Regions from separate parts of the Mus musculus genome. Here region 1 is linked to region 2. Evidence: chromatin contacts called from public promoter capture Hi-C data. All regions are on one chromosome and are shown on one strand. The core of a region is the stretch at or near the end of the contact, and the rest is flanking DNA. Distances in the headings are between cores, read along the strand shown. Region 1 holds the start of 1700049J03Rik (a long non-coding RNA gene). Region 2 holds the start of Rab11fip3 (RAB11 family interacting protein 3 (class II)).

What was found. Capture Hi-C pulls out chosen DNA fragments and counts their contacts.
Region 1: a contact with region 2 is called in a promoter capture Hi-C map of pancreatic islet. The contact joins the promoter of 1700049J03Rik here to the promoter of Rab11fip3 in region 2. A contact is called at or near these places in 1 of 115 datasets of contacts at active chromatin or transcription factors (memory CD8 T cells) and 1 of 9 other capture datasets (pancreatic islet).

What each region holds. Positions count from the first base shown.
Region 1 is chr17:26,564,777-26,571,211 of GRCm38.p6, forward strand. 1700049J03Rik (a long non-coding RNA gene) reads right to left here and starts at 1,295. Exons shown (of 4, transcript XR_001782188.2): 1 at 1-1,295. The region is part of intron 1 of Ergic1 (endoplasmic reticulum-golgi intermediate compartment (ERGIC) 1); the gene reads left to right.
Region 2 is chr17:26,065,433-26,071,887 of GRCm38.p6, forward strand. Rab11fip3 (RAB11 family interacting protein 3 (class II)) reads right to left here and starts at 4,086. Exons shown (of 14, transcript NM_001162868.2): 1 at 2,150-4,086. The coding sequence starts at 3,745.

The sequences.
Region 1 (6,435 bases), core at 45-2,544, 500 kb after region 2:
TCCCCGTGTTGAGACCCCATGATCTAAGAGTGGTGTGCTCCTCCCCTGGCTAGCTGTGTGCTCACTTCAAGGAGGGAGGGGGATGTGTGCTGCCTGTCGGGCAAGAAAGCTGTCCTTGCAGCGCAGAGCCCAGGTTCAGATGCTGATCTGGGGGACCCAGTGCACAATGCAAGTTCAGTTCTGTTGAGAAAGGATAGAGTTTCAGTATGGGTGACCCCGAGTGACAGCGCAGGTCATTTGATTGTGGTGCTGGCCCCATCATGACTTGGTTTGGTCTCCTCCACTGCTTACTGTAGCTTTCCAAAGGTCTTCTCCCCTCAGGGGACTTGAGTGGACCTTGCAAAAGTCTCTCTCTCTCTCTCTCTCTCTCTGTCTGTCTGTCTCTGTCTCTTGTGTTTCCCTCTTTCTTGTTTGCAGTGCTGGGAATGGAACCCATGACCTTGCACATGATGGGCATGTATTTTACCACTGAGCTACCCCACCTGGGTCCCAGCATGACCCTCTTGAAGTTGGCTTGAGGTTTTTCTGCACCCTACTTTCAGTCTTCAAATGAGTGATGTTGATCTGAGAATCCAGTCTGGTTTCCTCAGTGTCTGACATGCCTTCCCCAGTGGGCCTTGCTGAAAGCTGAAGTCCCTTACTCTCTGTGGTAGGCTAAGCTGACCAACCACTGAGGCTCTGACAGTTCACTGTCAATTGAGGGACCAATACAAATGCCCCCATTTCTACCTTGGCATTCCAGGAAGAGCCAGAGACCGATGGGTTAGTCCACGTACTTCACGGCATGTTTATAAAAATATTACTGAAAATTCAGACTGGAGGCGGAATGACCTGTAAAACCCAGGTTGAGTTTATTGAGCTTGTCCAGGTGCTGAGCCCTGTTGAGTGAGCTGCACTGGGGGAGTCTCACAGGGGTGACTCGTTCACACATACACACACACACACACACACACACACACACACACAGAGTGAGCTGCACTGGGGGAGTCTCACAGGGGTGACTCGTTCACACATACACACACACACACACACACACACACACACAGAGTGAGCTGCACTGGGGGAGTCTCACAGGGGTGACTCGTTCACACATACACACACACACACACACACACACACACAGAGTGAGCTGCACTGGGGGAGTCTCACAGGGGTGACTCGTACACACACACACACACACACACACACACACACACACACACACACACACACACACACACACTGCAGGCCCTGAAGACCCTTCTTAGTCATCCCACCTTAGTGAGCAGGCCTGAGGGCATTTGCAGGAGCTGATACAACACTGCTGTTCCCTTGTAGAGCAGCCGCTCTGCCCCATGGGCTAGAAGCGCTCTCTTTCCTGGTCCCTAGATTCAGAGAGAGGCAAAACCTCCTCTAAGAATGCATCTCCTTCCTCCTTGCTAACCCTGCCCCAGCGTGCTCCTCATGAATCTTTTAACCGTCTGCAGGCACTCCATGCTTCCCTTTCTACCCCTTTTCCTCTCTTCTTCTCTCTATCACCTGATTCCATAATCTTCTAAAATTAATTTTTTGCTAAAGTCCCCATCCCAAACGTAAATGTAACTTTTATTCATCAGACGTGATTGTTGTCTTGGAGGCTTACTGCTGGAATAAACTTACCCTTTCTAGCTCTTTCTGAACTCTTGGCTGGCTGATTCAGCTCAGTTGTTTTGGCCCAAACTCCTGTCTAAGCTGACTGATTCAAACTGGCTCCTCTCAGCTTTGGACTGAATTGCTCTACTTGGCCTTAAACTAACTCTGGCAGTCTGTTCTAATTTTCTGGGTCCTTCTCGTTCTCTGGATAATAGCCGTGTTCATGCACTTGCCTGGAACAGTCCCTCTCTGGCCATTTGGATTCCTGACTCTGGTAAGGAAGGCAGGCATTCTGCCTGAGGCTTGCCTTGCACCTCCAGATCAGTGAGGCAGCACCTGGTTGCCCATGGGCATTGCTTGAAATCAGAACAGAGCTAGCTGTGGGTCTGCTAAAGCTTTTCAGTGAGTGATGCCAACCCAGAGGTGAGAAGGATTGCTCTGAGTTGGAAGAGTCACAAGCAGGTGGGTTGGAGCCCTCAGGGAGCAGGGCATTGGAGGAGCCCTGGTGGGCAACCCTGGAGAAAAGAGTTCTGGCCCTACCTGACCCTCCTGTTTGATCTTAAACAGTCTGGTTTTCTACTTCTACAGTGGCCAATAAAGAGAGCCAGGCTCAGATCTCTCTCTCTCTCTCTCTCTCTCTCTCTCTCTCTCTCTCTCTCTCTGTGTGTGTGTGTGTCTGTGTCTGCTGGATATTAAGTGTAGGGCATAGCTGGTATTCTCCCACTGAGTTATACTGTCACCCCTAATATTTTGAGATAGGACCTGCTAAATTGCCCATACTACTGTAGCATCCATGAAGGGCTGCATGGAAGGAACCAGGGCCTGGGTCAGCCCAGTTGGTGCCAGATGTGTGATCTAAGGAGCCCTGCTGTCTTGTGCCTGGCACCGTTTCTCAGAATACAGTTTGACCTGTTAAGGAAGGGCAATTAGCCTAGTCATCTGTTGTCAGCTTGAGTGTGTAGGTCTATTAACCTAATTACATTGGTTATATATGTGGGAGGAGTACAGGATAGGCAGCCCTCCGGCACTCCTGTGTGTTTATTCTGAAAGTTCGTGACCCACAGGGAAAGCAGGAAGAAGCCCCATAAAAGCCACCTCATCCGCAGAGGCTGCTGCACCTACTTGTCTTGTTTCACAGCCATGGAGATCGACCCCCAGACATTTCAGATCTCAAAGTTGGTCTTCCAAGGAGGCCCTTGGTCCCAAGCGCACCAGAAGGCACAGACTCCTTGTCCAGGAACACCAGCTGCCCTCCAGGAACCTGCCTGAAGCCTAGCTGGACAGGAAGCAAGGGCTATCTGAAATGTTCATCCAAATAGTGGGAACTCTGCCCGAGATGAGAGGCCTGGCAGTGGCCAAACTTCTAATGCAGTGAACTCACAGGCCTTATGTGTATGCATGCATTTTTGTGCTTATAGTTGGAACGACACATAACCCAATTTTAAAGATGCACAGGGGACCTAATATACAGCTCTCAAAGAATAGTCAGGTGGTTAGTGGGGAATTGAGTAGTTCTACATCAGCCCTGGGAAATAAAAACTGAAACAGTTGTAGCTGCCACTCACACCTGGCAGCTGCTGCCTGCCTGCTGGTCTGGAGTCCCAGCAGCTCCTTCAGCCTCCCTTCTTGCTCCCATTTGAGGCTGAGTCTTGGAAGTGATGTTTCTTGAAGTTTCTTAAGCACTGAGCCAGTCCACACACATCACGGACAACCGTGCAGGTCCCAAGAGACAGACACAGGCAATAAGACTTCGTTGTCTTTGCCTTATTTGCGTCTGTAATAACCACCCAGTAAAATTGGTGGTTGTGTGTATGTGTGTGTACTTCTAATGATATATAAGACATGCTTGTGAAGTCACAACCGCCATGTGGATACAGAACAGGTCCAGGACCCTAGCAAACTCATGCTGTCACTTTATAGTCAGGTGGCGTTAAATTGAGTTTTGAAATGCAGGAAGAATACTTGAGATCTGCCCTCCTGAGACACTCAACATGTTAGCTGTGGCAGATGTCTGCAGCAGGTCTACAGAAGGTAACCACAGTATCTGAAACTGTCTATGGGACAGCTCCCTCTGTCCCTCCCTAGTCTGTGGCAACCACCACTCACTTCTCTGAGCTTGCCTGTTTTTAAGAGTTTACGGAGAGGAGTCACTCTATGTTTGTCCTGTGGCTGGTTCACAGCATTTAACATTAAGTCCCTCTACAGGACCTCCTTTTTTAGTGCTGCGTAGTACTCCGATGTGTACTCACAATGCTGTCTTATCTCCTCATCTCTCAGGGGACCTTGAAGTTGTTCCCACAGCTTGGCTGGTGTGCTTAATCCTCAGCGAACAGAGATGTGGAGACACTTCTTCATGAGATTCCGACTCAAACTTGTGGAGAGTAATAGATGCCAAGTAACGAGGTTGCTGGTTCAGGTAGTCTGTTTTTAATTCCCACGGTGGTTATGCTGTTGTTAGTCCCAGCAACCTGACTCCTTGCCCTCACCAGCCTTTACCTTTTGTCTTTAGATGTCGTCATGCAGGGAGATATGAGGTGAAGCTCCAGGACTTGTTTGTAACCATGAACTTTTCCATTCATGCCATTTTGTTCCCCCATTTTGTTGGTTAGACTCTAAGATTTTATATATATATATATATGAATAAATGCCTAGGCTAAAAGCCTTGGATCTTTCCCTGACTAGCTCATACCTTAAATCCCTTTATTCTAGTCTAAGTTCTGCCAGGTGGCTGTGACCATTGTCCTCTGTCCATGGGGCCGAATCTTCTCTTGGCATGACTGTCCCTCTCCCAGAACCCCCTCCTCCTACTGGGTGTCCCACCTTCTAATTCTGCCTCAACTCATTGGCCAATAAACTTTATATTGACAATTGAGTCTTTCAGAGAGTGCACAAGAGATTATCCCCACACCTATTTGCCTTGTCCCCTCTGCTCAGACCTTCTCATGGGGCCACGTGTACTTTTGCCGTAGAGATGAAGGACTCCCTGTACGTCTTGGATATATTCTCCTTGTCAGATCTGTGGTTGGAGAATATTTTCTTCCATCCCCTAGGTTGCTTTTTCTTTCCAGTAACTGTTTCCTCTGCTGATTCCATATTAGAATAGGAAGTTAGAGCCCAGAGCTGGGAAGTAACTGGCCAGGCACATAGCTACCAAGTTGTGTGCAAGTCTGGAATTTCAGAGCTCACTCATAGGATGTCCTGCTTTTCCAGACACCCTGAGCATACTGGTTCTCATGAATCCTGGTGAGGCCTTGTCTGCGTCACATTCACACCAGAAGGAATTAGCTAAAACGTCCCCAGAGAGCTTTTGGAGTCCTGGTGTTGCTTGGCCTGCTCTGATGTTTTCCTGGGTCCCAAAGTCCATTCATGGTATACAGTGTCTCCAGACCTCCCAGGAATGTGACACAGAGTCTGGGCCAGGATGCTCTTCTCCATTGCAAATGCCCCAGAGGATACCTGGCTGCTCTAAGCTGCCCCAAGCCCTTCCCGTGTGGCAGATCTCTCGTGATGGCTCTTTTCTCACCATTCAGTAGCTGGGGTACCCTGGACCACTGCAGGCCTTAGTTTTTCCCATTTGTAGATTAGAGTGCTCTTTCATTGCAGGGATCTGGAGAGGCCCTGGCCCAGCAGCTATTTAACCCCTGTATTCTCACTGGGACTGGTAGACCACAGTGGCTGGGCACATGGTGTGTGACCATGGGAAGCAGGGCCCTGGCTCTGCAATGCCAGTGATGCACACCTGAGAGTCCCTGGGACAGGTTGGATCTGGGCTACCCTTTGCAGCAACCATAGGTGACATCAGTGTGCTTGCCTGAGAGGAAGTATTGCACTGAGATAATCCAAGAGCTGCCTGTGGCTAGCTAGAAAGCTGTGTCTGTGTGCAAAGGTGGCTTCAGTGTGTCTGTGTAGCCCTCATCTTTTAAGAGATGACAAAAAGTTTAAAATGATGTACAGATGATTGGCTACAGACTCCAGTTTTGTTTCTGTTAACGTTCATTGTGAGCCTAACAAGTCTCTTGTGGGACACTGGCCATGTACAGTCCTGTGTCCCACTTTCTGGCCAGTGTGATCAGCATGTGTTCACTGGATGGACAAGGACTTTGAGCAGAGCCCCTGCGACTCTTGCCCCATGGCCAGAGGGGTATGTCAGGGTTCTGTTCCCACAGGGTGGTCTAGATGAGGGGTGAGGATGTCTCTTGAGCTCCCCTCCGAGCAGCACTGGAGGTTGTAGCCAAGGCTAGCCAGCTCTCTCCTGAGGGGTGTGCCCTTCCTCCACTCCGAGTACCATCAGCGCCCAGCCATCAGGCTCCCTGGGGCTGTGCTGCACTGGCACGTAATGTGCCCACTGGGCAGCTTATATGTGGGCTAGGCCAGAGGCTTGCCGTGGGTCTCCTCGGTGCAGAGGCAGGGAGGAACTTGGTCCCTGCTGGCTTGAGAAAGGACTGTGGCTAAGATAGCACAGGGGCAGGTGACGCAGCCAAGACTAACGTGCCTGTGTGACGTTAGAGCTGGCTTTCTCAGCAGCCTCATATTCTGGAAGACGTGTTATCACTTTATTTTCTTGGGGGGCGGATCCCACAGAAACCCCGAGGTTGGATGTTATCTACTCAGTTGTATTTATGGTTTGTTGCTATGGAAGCTGGGGGTGGAGGCAGTGGTAGTCCAATGGTGAAGCTTGAGTGACTATTTCCTGTCACTGTGGACATCTTTGGGTAGGAAGTTACCATTGAGCACTGCTAAGGAGCCGCAGGGCAGGAGACAGGACTTCCCGGGTGGGCTTGCAGAGTGCCTTCCAGAGGCCGAAGTAGCCAGGTGTGGGGAGCT
Region 2 (6,455 bases), core at 2,836-5,335:
CTCAAAGAGAATTGTATGCAATTCACTAAGCTGAAACTTGGTAGAAATACTTTTGAGCAGTTCTTCCCGGAGTCATCTGTGGGTTAAGAGCTAAAAAAAGAAAGAGAATCTCCAGTCCTGTTCCAGCTGGGGAAAGGCGTGTGGCCTTTCTCAGGCTCAGCATAGTCGGTGAGGCTGGGGAAAGGTGTGTGGCCTTTCTCAGGCTCAGCATAGTCGGTGAGGCTGGGGAAAGGTGTGTGGCCTTTCTCAGGCTCAGCATAGTCGGTGAGGCTGGGGAAAGGTGTGTGGCCTTTCTCAGGCTCAGCATAGTCGGTGAGGCTGGGGAAAGGTGTGTGGCCTTTCTCAGGCTCAGCATAGTCGGTGAGGCTGGGGAAAGGTGTGTGGCCTTTCTCAGGCTCAGCATAGTCGGTGAGGCTGGGGAAAGGTGTGTGGCCTTTCTCAGGCTTCTGGCTTCTTACCTGTAAAGCAAGAGGGAGACCTACTTGGCTAATTACCACCTCAGAGAACTAGCAATGACACAGTGAGAGAGAACAGCAGTGGGTCACGGGAATGAGCAAACACCAAAAAAAAACAAAAAACAAAAAACAACAACAACAACAACAAAAAAAACCAATAACAACAACAACAACAACAAAAAGAACTCAAGCTCTAAGAGAAAGGCCAGAAAGAGGGCGCAATGGTAAGAAGCCACCTGGCCCTGCAGTGTCACCTCAGCAGGGAGCTCCAAGTTAACCAGGGCGATTCTTCCCAACCTTGCCCTTCCCCCGTTAGTGTTCAGAGACAGGGTCTTGTATGTGCCCAGGCTGGCCTCGGTTTTACATCCTCCTGAGTGTATGCGACCACACCCAGCGCATTTTTCTCTTTCTTCTTCTTAAAGAACACCCAAACATGCAAATGTACTTGAACACCCACTTAACAAATGTCTGCATGTGTGAAAAATGAATAACATGAAAATTAACAGATGAAAATTTCAGAGACTTCTAACCAATAATTAAAATAAAGGAGAACATGTAACACAGTTGGTGTTTTTTCAGGGACTTCTAACCAATAAACAATTTTTTAAATGTGCATTGGTGCTTGACCTACATATATGTCTGTGTGAGGGCATCGGGTCCTCTGGAACTGGAGTTACAGATGGTTGTTAGCTGCCATGTGGGTGCTGGGAATTGAACCTGGGTCCTCTGTAAGAGCAGTCAATGCTCTTAACCGCTGAGTCATCTCTCCAGCCTCCCAACTGATAAATAAAGAGGAAACGTGACATAGCTGGTGTCACAACCCTGGTGGCACACAACCCTGGTGCCATCTTTACCCCAAACAATTAAGTGCTGAAGGGACAACACAAGGCCTCGGTCTCCATCCCACTTCCCCAGGAGCTCCTCTCTGTCACCCTTCCACACAGCTCAGCTCTCCTGTGAGAGTGGAGGCCCTGATGGCTCTGCGACCCTTGACACCTGCCATGACACTCCTGGGCCCATTCCCTTCCTTTTCTTGGTCACGGTGCAGAACATGGTGTGTATTTAGCGAGTGTGGACACACATGCATATGTGTGCTTTGAAACAGGGTCTTACTTTGTAGCTCAAGTTAGTCTTGAACTCACTACACAGACTAAGCTGGCCCTGAACTTCCAGCAATCCCATCTCAGCCTCCCAGACGCTGGGACAACCGGCATGCACCATCATGACCACCTTCAGATGTACCTGTGCTTGCTGATTGTGACACTTTCCTGTAGCGCAGGTATCTATCCTTTTATGTGATACAGAGGACTGAGTTCCAGGCTATGAGCAGGAGGAAAATACTTTTCAACTGATTACATCTTCAGCCAGAAATTAACATTTTTTAATGCCTAGGACCTTCTGGCCACTAATTACCGTCTCTCAAACAAAACCCAGTACAACAAATAGCAAACACGCAGTACACTAACTCTACTGAAAAGGCATCTATCTACAAGTCTGGTCTTTGAGGTCCTAACACTGGTGGCAGAAGCAAGGCACTGAAAAGGGTTTCCCACTCCCAGATCTAGGAAATAAGTAGCAAGTGTAACGTTAGAGGAGAGGACACCTTCCTCTGAGAGGTAAGAGGGGATTCGTGGGAAACTACCCTGAGAAATCAGCGACATCTCTCCCGACCAGAACTGTACTCAGTTTGTTACCTGCTCTGCCCCATAGACCGTGGCGAATTGGATGAAATCCTCGATGCGGACGAAGCCGTCCCCATCTCTGTCCAGGGCGTCAAATACCGCCCTGAGGCGTGCACCCTCCTCCTGAGCTGTCCCGGGCTCGCTGGGCAGCGACAACGCTGGTCCTGGGTCCGAGGGTGGCCCGGGACATGCCTGCAGCAGCTCGCCGTCGGCGAGCAAGGGCTCAAGGGGTAGGCCCCGCGTAGGGCAGCAGTCTTCCAGCTCCTCAGGCCAACTGCTCCGGACTTTGGGCTTCTCTGGCTCTTTAAATTGAAGACACGAAACTATGGGTTCCTCTCGATCCTCGGGCCAGAAGCAGGGTGCATCGGGCTCTTCCTGCCAGCACCGCTTTGTGTTCTGCTCCTCCGGCCAGAGGCACAGCACCTGGGGCTCCTCTGACCAACATCGTGATGGATCGGGCTCGTCTGGTTCATTGGCCCAGAAACACGGTGGGTTGAGAGCATCCGGCTCCTCGGATTCCTCGGGCCAACAACAGTGAAGTGCATCGGCCTCCTCTGGTTCCTTGACCAAGAGGCACGGTGCATCGGGTACCCCCTGCCACAGGTGAGAGACATCAGGCTCCTCTGGCTCCTTGGCCGAGAGGCACCCTGTGTCCGCCTCCTGAGGACAGCTGTGAGAGGCATCAGGCTCTTCTAGCTCCTTGGCCAACAAACACGGTGCCTCTGACTCCTGGGGCCAGCAGTGAAGGGCGTCAGGCTCTTCCAGCTCCTCCGTCAAGAGGCACGGTGCGTCGGATTCCTCCCACTTTTTGGCCAAGAGACAGGGCACGTCGGGCTCCTGGGGCCAGCAGCGAGGGGCGTCGGGTTCCTCCAGCTCTTTGGCTAAGTGGCACGGTGCGTCTGGTTCCTCCAGCTCCTTAGCCAAGTGACAGGATTCGTCGGGCTCCTGGGGCCAGCAGCGAGGGGAGTCGAGGTCCTCCAGTTCCTTGGCCAAGTGGCACGGTGCGTCTGGCCCTTGAAGCCAGCAGCGAAGGGCATCAGGTTCCTCCACCTCCTTGAGCAAGTGACAGAATGCGTCTGGTTCCTGGGGCCAGCAGCGAGGGGCGTCGGGTTCCTCTAGCTCCTTGGCCAAGTGGCACGGCACGTCGGGCTCCTGGGGCCAGCACCGAGGGATGTTGGGTTCCTCTAGCTCTTTGGCCAAGTAGCACGGTGTGTCGGGCTCCTGGGGCAGGCAGCGAGGGGCGTCGGGTTCCTCCAACTCCTTGGCCAAGTGGCACGGTGTGTCTGGCTCCTGGGGCCAGCAGCGAGGGGAGTCGGATTCCTCCAGCTCCTCTGCCAAGTGACAGGATTCATCGGGCTCCTGGGACGAGCAGCGAGGGGCATTGGGCTCTTTGGCCCAGCGACTAGGAGCGTGAGGCTCCTCTACCTCCTCGGGCCAGCAGATTGGCGCGTTGGGTCCCTCTGGCCACCGTTGAAGCTGGGCGTGTTCCTCGGGCTCTTCTGACCAGCCGCGAGGAGCGTCGGGCCCCACCAGCCCCATGACCCCACGCTGGGGCCCAGACGCTGGCTGGTCGTGGTCTGACAGGGAGGTCGGCTGGCACAGCTCCATGATCCGGCGCCGGCTAAACTAGGGATGATACGAAAGGCGCGGAAGGCAGACAAAGGCGCTCAGGGCGCGGCGGCGGGCGCGGGCATCCCCGCGGCGACGCGGGCGGGCGCGCGCGGGGCGCCCGGACTGCTGAGGCTGGCGCTCGGGCCCTGCTCCGCCCTCGCCCATCTTCGCACCGCACCTTAGCGGCTCCCGGCCCCGCAGCGCGGCTGGCGCGGGCCCATGGCAGCGGCACAGTCCGGATGATGTAAGGACCCAGTGGCGGGGAGTGGACGGTGGGAGACAGGCACCGGCCGGGCAGCGGAGGATGAAGCCAGAGCGCCTGAGCTTAGGAACCCAGTGAGGGACGCCGGCGCCGGCGCCGGCCCGCCCTCCGTCGCGCGTGACGTCAGCACGCCGTGTAACCTGATCACGCCCCCATGGATTGCTATAAAGGTGAGTTCGAAGAGGGCACAGCTTAGGGGCGACGGTGCTCTGCCCAATTCGAGTTTTCCGTACGATTTGCGCGAGTGGGATGAGTGAAGTGTTCTGTCGCAGGAAGAGGCGCCCGAGAATAGGTTTTGGAAAACTATTGCTGAACGGGAACAAAACATTCGCATATCCCAAAAGAAGCCGCTAGTCCCTTCTGTGTGACTCCTTCACAAACTGGTGGTACAAACCAGAATATTAATTGGCAGCAAGTAGGAGCGAAGGAGCGCTCGAATTGCCCCACCAGGTAAGGAATTATCCAAAGTCTCTCACACAAGGACAGGATCTAAGGGGCTCACACATTCATCCACAGGAGCGCACAGTAAAATAAAGAGGCACAGATGTTGTTTTACTTTGATATGTTGTTTGGTATCTTTTTGAAACAGGAACTTGTGCAGCCCACGCTACCTTTAACTCCTAATCCTGCCGCCATGGATTGTAGACTGGCCCAAACAACCCTGCTCTGAACATGTTTTTAAATTACATAAACAGCGCTTATCTCTTTATTGCTAACTAATGCCGTTATCATCATCAAAGGGTCGTGCTCAGAGATGCGGAGCAGTTGACTAAGCCAGTTGGAAGCAATGAGGTGCATCTAGTCAAGAACTAAATTTAGCCATTTAGCCAGGGGAAACTATGAACCAATTGTACACTCGTGGGCACCATGGACAAGTATGGTTTCATAAGCAGTTTTGGCAAAAGCTGAAAACTGAACTCCGTTTCCAGGTGTACAGCCAGCTAATCTACTGAGTCATCCCCAAGCAAAACTCCCAGCATATTATAGGAGACTTCCAGCAGCTGGGAAAAAGGAAGGTGATGTGCTCCCTCCCTAAAATGTAGTCCTATTTTCCTGTAAGAACTGAATGCTTTTGTGAGGAATATATATATTGAAAGAATAAAGTCCCCTCTATCTAATGCAAGGACTGGAAATTCCCTTTGACTGACAAACATTCTCACATGCAGTTCCAGTGAGTGCCAACCTTTCTATTTAGTGTGTCATGGTAAGTATCCACCTGTCCTTTGGTGTTCTCAGTCAAGATCAGTTTTCTGAGGAGCCAGGTGTTCCTGTTGTGTGCCAAAACTAAGAAAAATATTTATGACTTCCAGCATTTGTGTGCCCAAATAGAACCAGTGTGTAGAGAATGCACACCTCCTGGCTCAGACCAAGCAATGGGGCTGCAGATGAAAGGTTATAAGGAGTCAGGCGATGGGCTGGTGAGATGGCTCAGCACTAGCTGCTCTTCCAAAGGTCCTGAGTTCAAATCCCAGCAATCATATGGTAGCTCACAACCACCCATAATGAGATCTGACTCACTCTGAAGACAGCTACAGTGTACTTATGTATAGTGATAAATTAAATCTTTGGGCCGGAGCCAGCAGGGACTGAGTGAGCAGAGTTGACCAGAGCAAGCAGGGTTGACCAGAGTGAGCAGAGGTCCTAAAAATTCAACCCCAACAACCACATGAAGGCTCACAACCATCTGTACAGCTACAGTGTATTCATATACATAAAATAAATAAATCTTTTTAAAAAAAACTTGAAAAAAAAAAAGAGCCAGTCGAGATGAGGAAGGTGGCTCAGTCAACAAAGTGACCGTCCTGAAATCATGAGGACCTGAGTTCAGATTCCGGCACCCATCTTAAAAGCTGAGAATGTACCTATAATCCCAGCACTAAGGAGGCAGATGCTCACCAGCCAACCCAACTGTCCCAATAAGAAGGAGGAGGAGGAGGGAGAGAGGGAAGAGGAGAAGGAAGAAGAAGAGGTGGAAGAAGAGGAGGCTGGAGAGATGACTCAGTAGTTAAAAGCCCTGTTTTCTTCCTGAGAACCCAGGTTCAGTTCCAAGCACCCACATAGAAGCTCACAACCATGTGTAACCCCAAGTGCTACTCAGATACCAGGTACGGACGTGGTACACAGATATACATGGAGCCAAACATACACATAGATTATTTTTAGCCAGGCGTGGTGGCACATGCCTTTAATCCCAGCACTTGGGAGGCAGAGGCAGGTGGATTTCTGAGTTTGAGGCCAGCCTGGTCTACAAAGTGAGTTCCAGGACAGCCAGGGCTAAACAGAGAAACCCTGTCTCGAAAAACCAAAAAAAAAAAAAAAAAAAATTTAATGTTTAAAATTAAACAAAAAAAAAATTAAGCTAGGAGCAGGGGCTCAGTAGTTAAGAGCAGCTGCACTGCAAGCATAAGAACCAAGTTCAAATCTTGCACCCTCCTGTAACTCCAG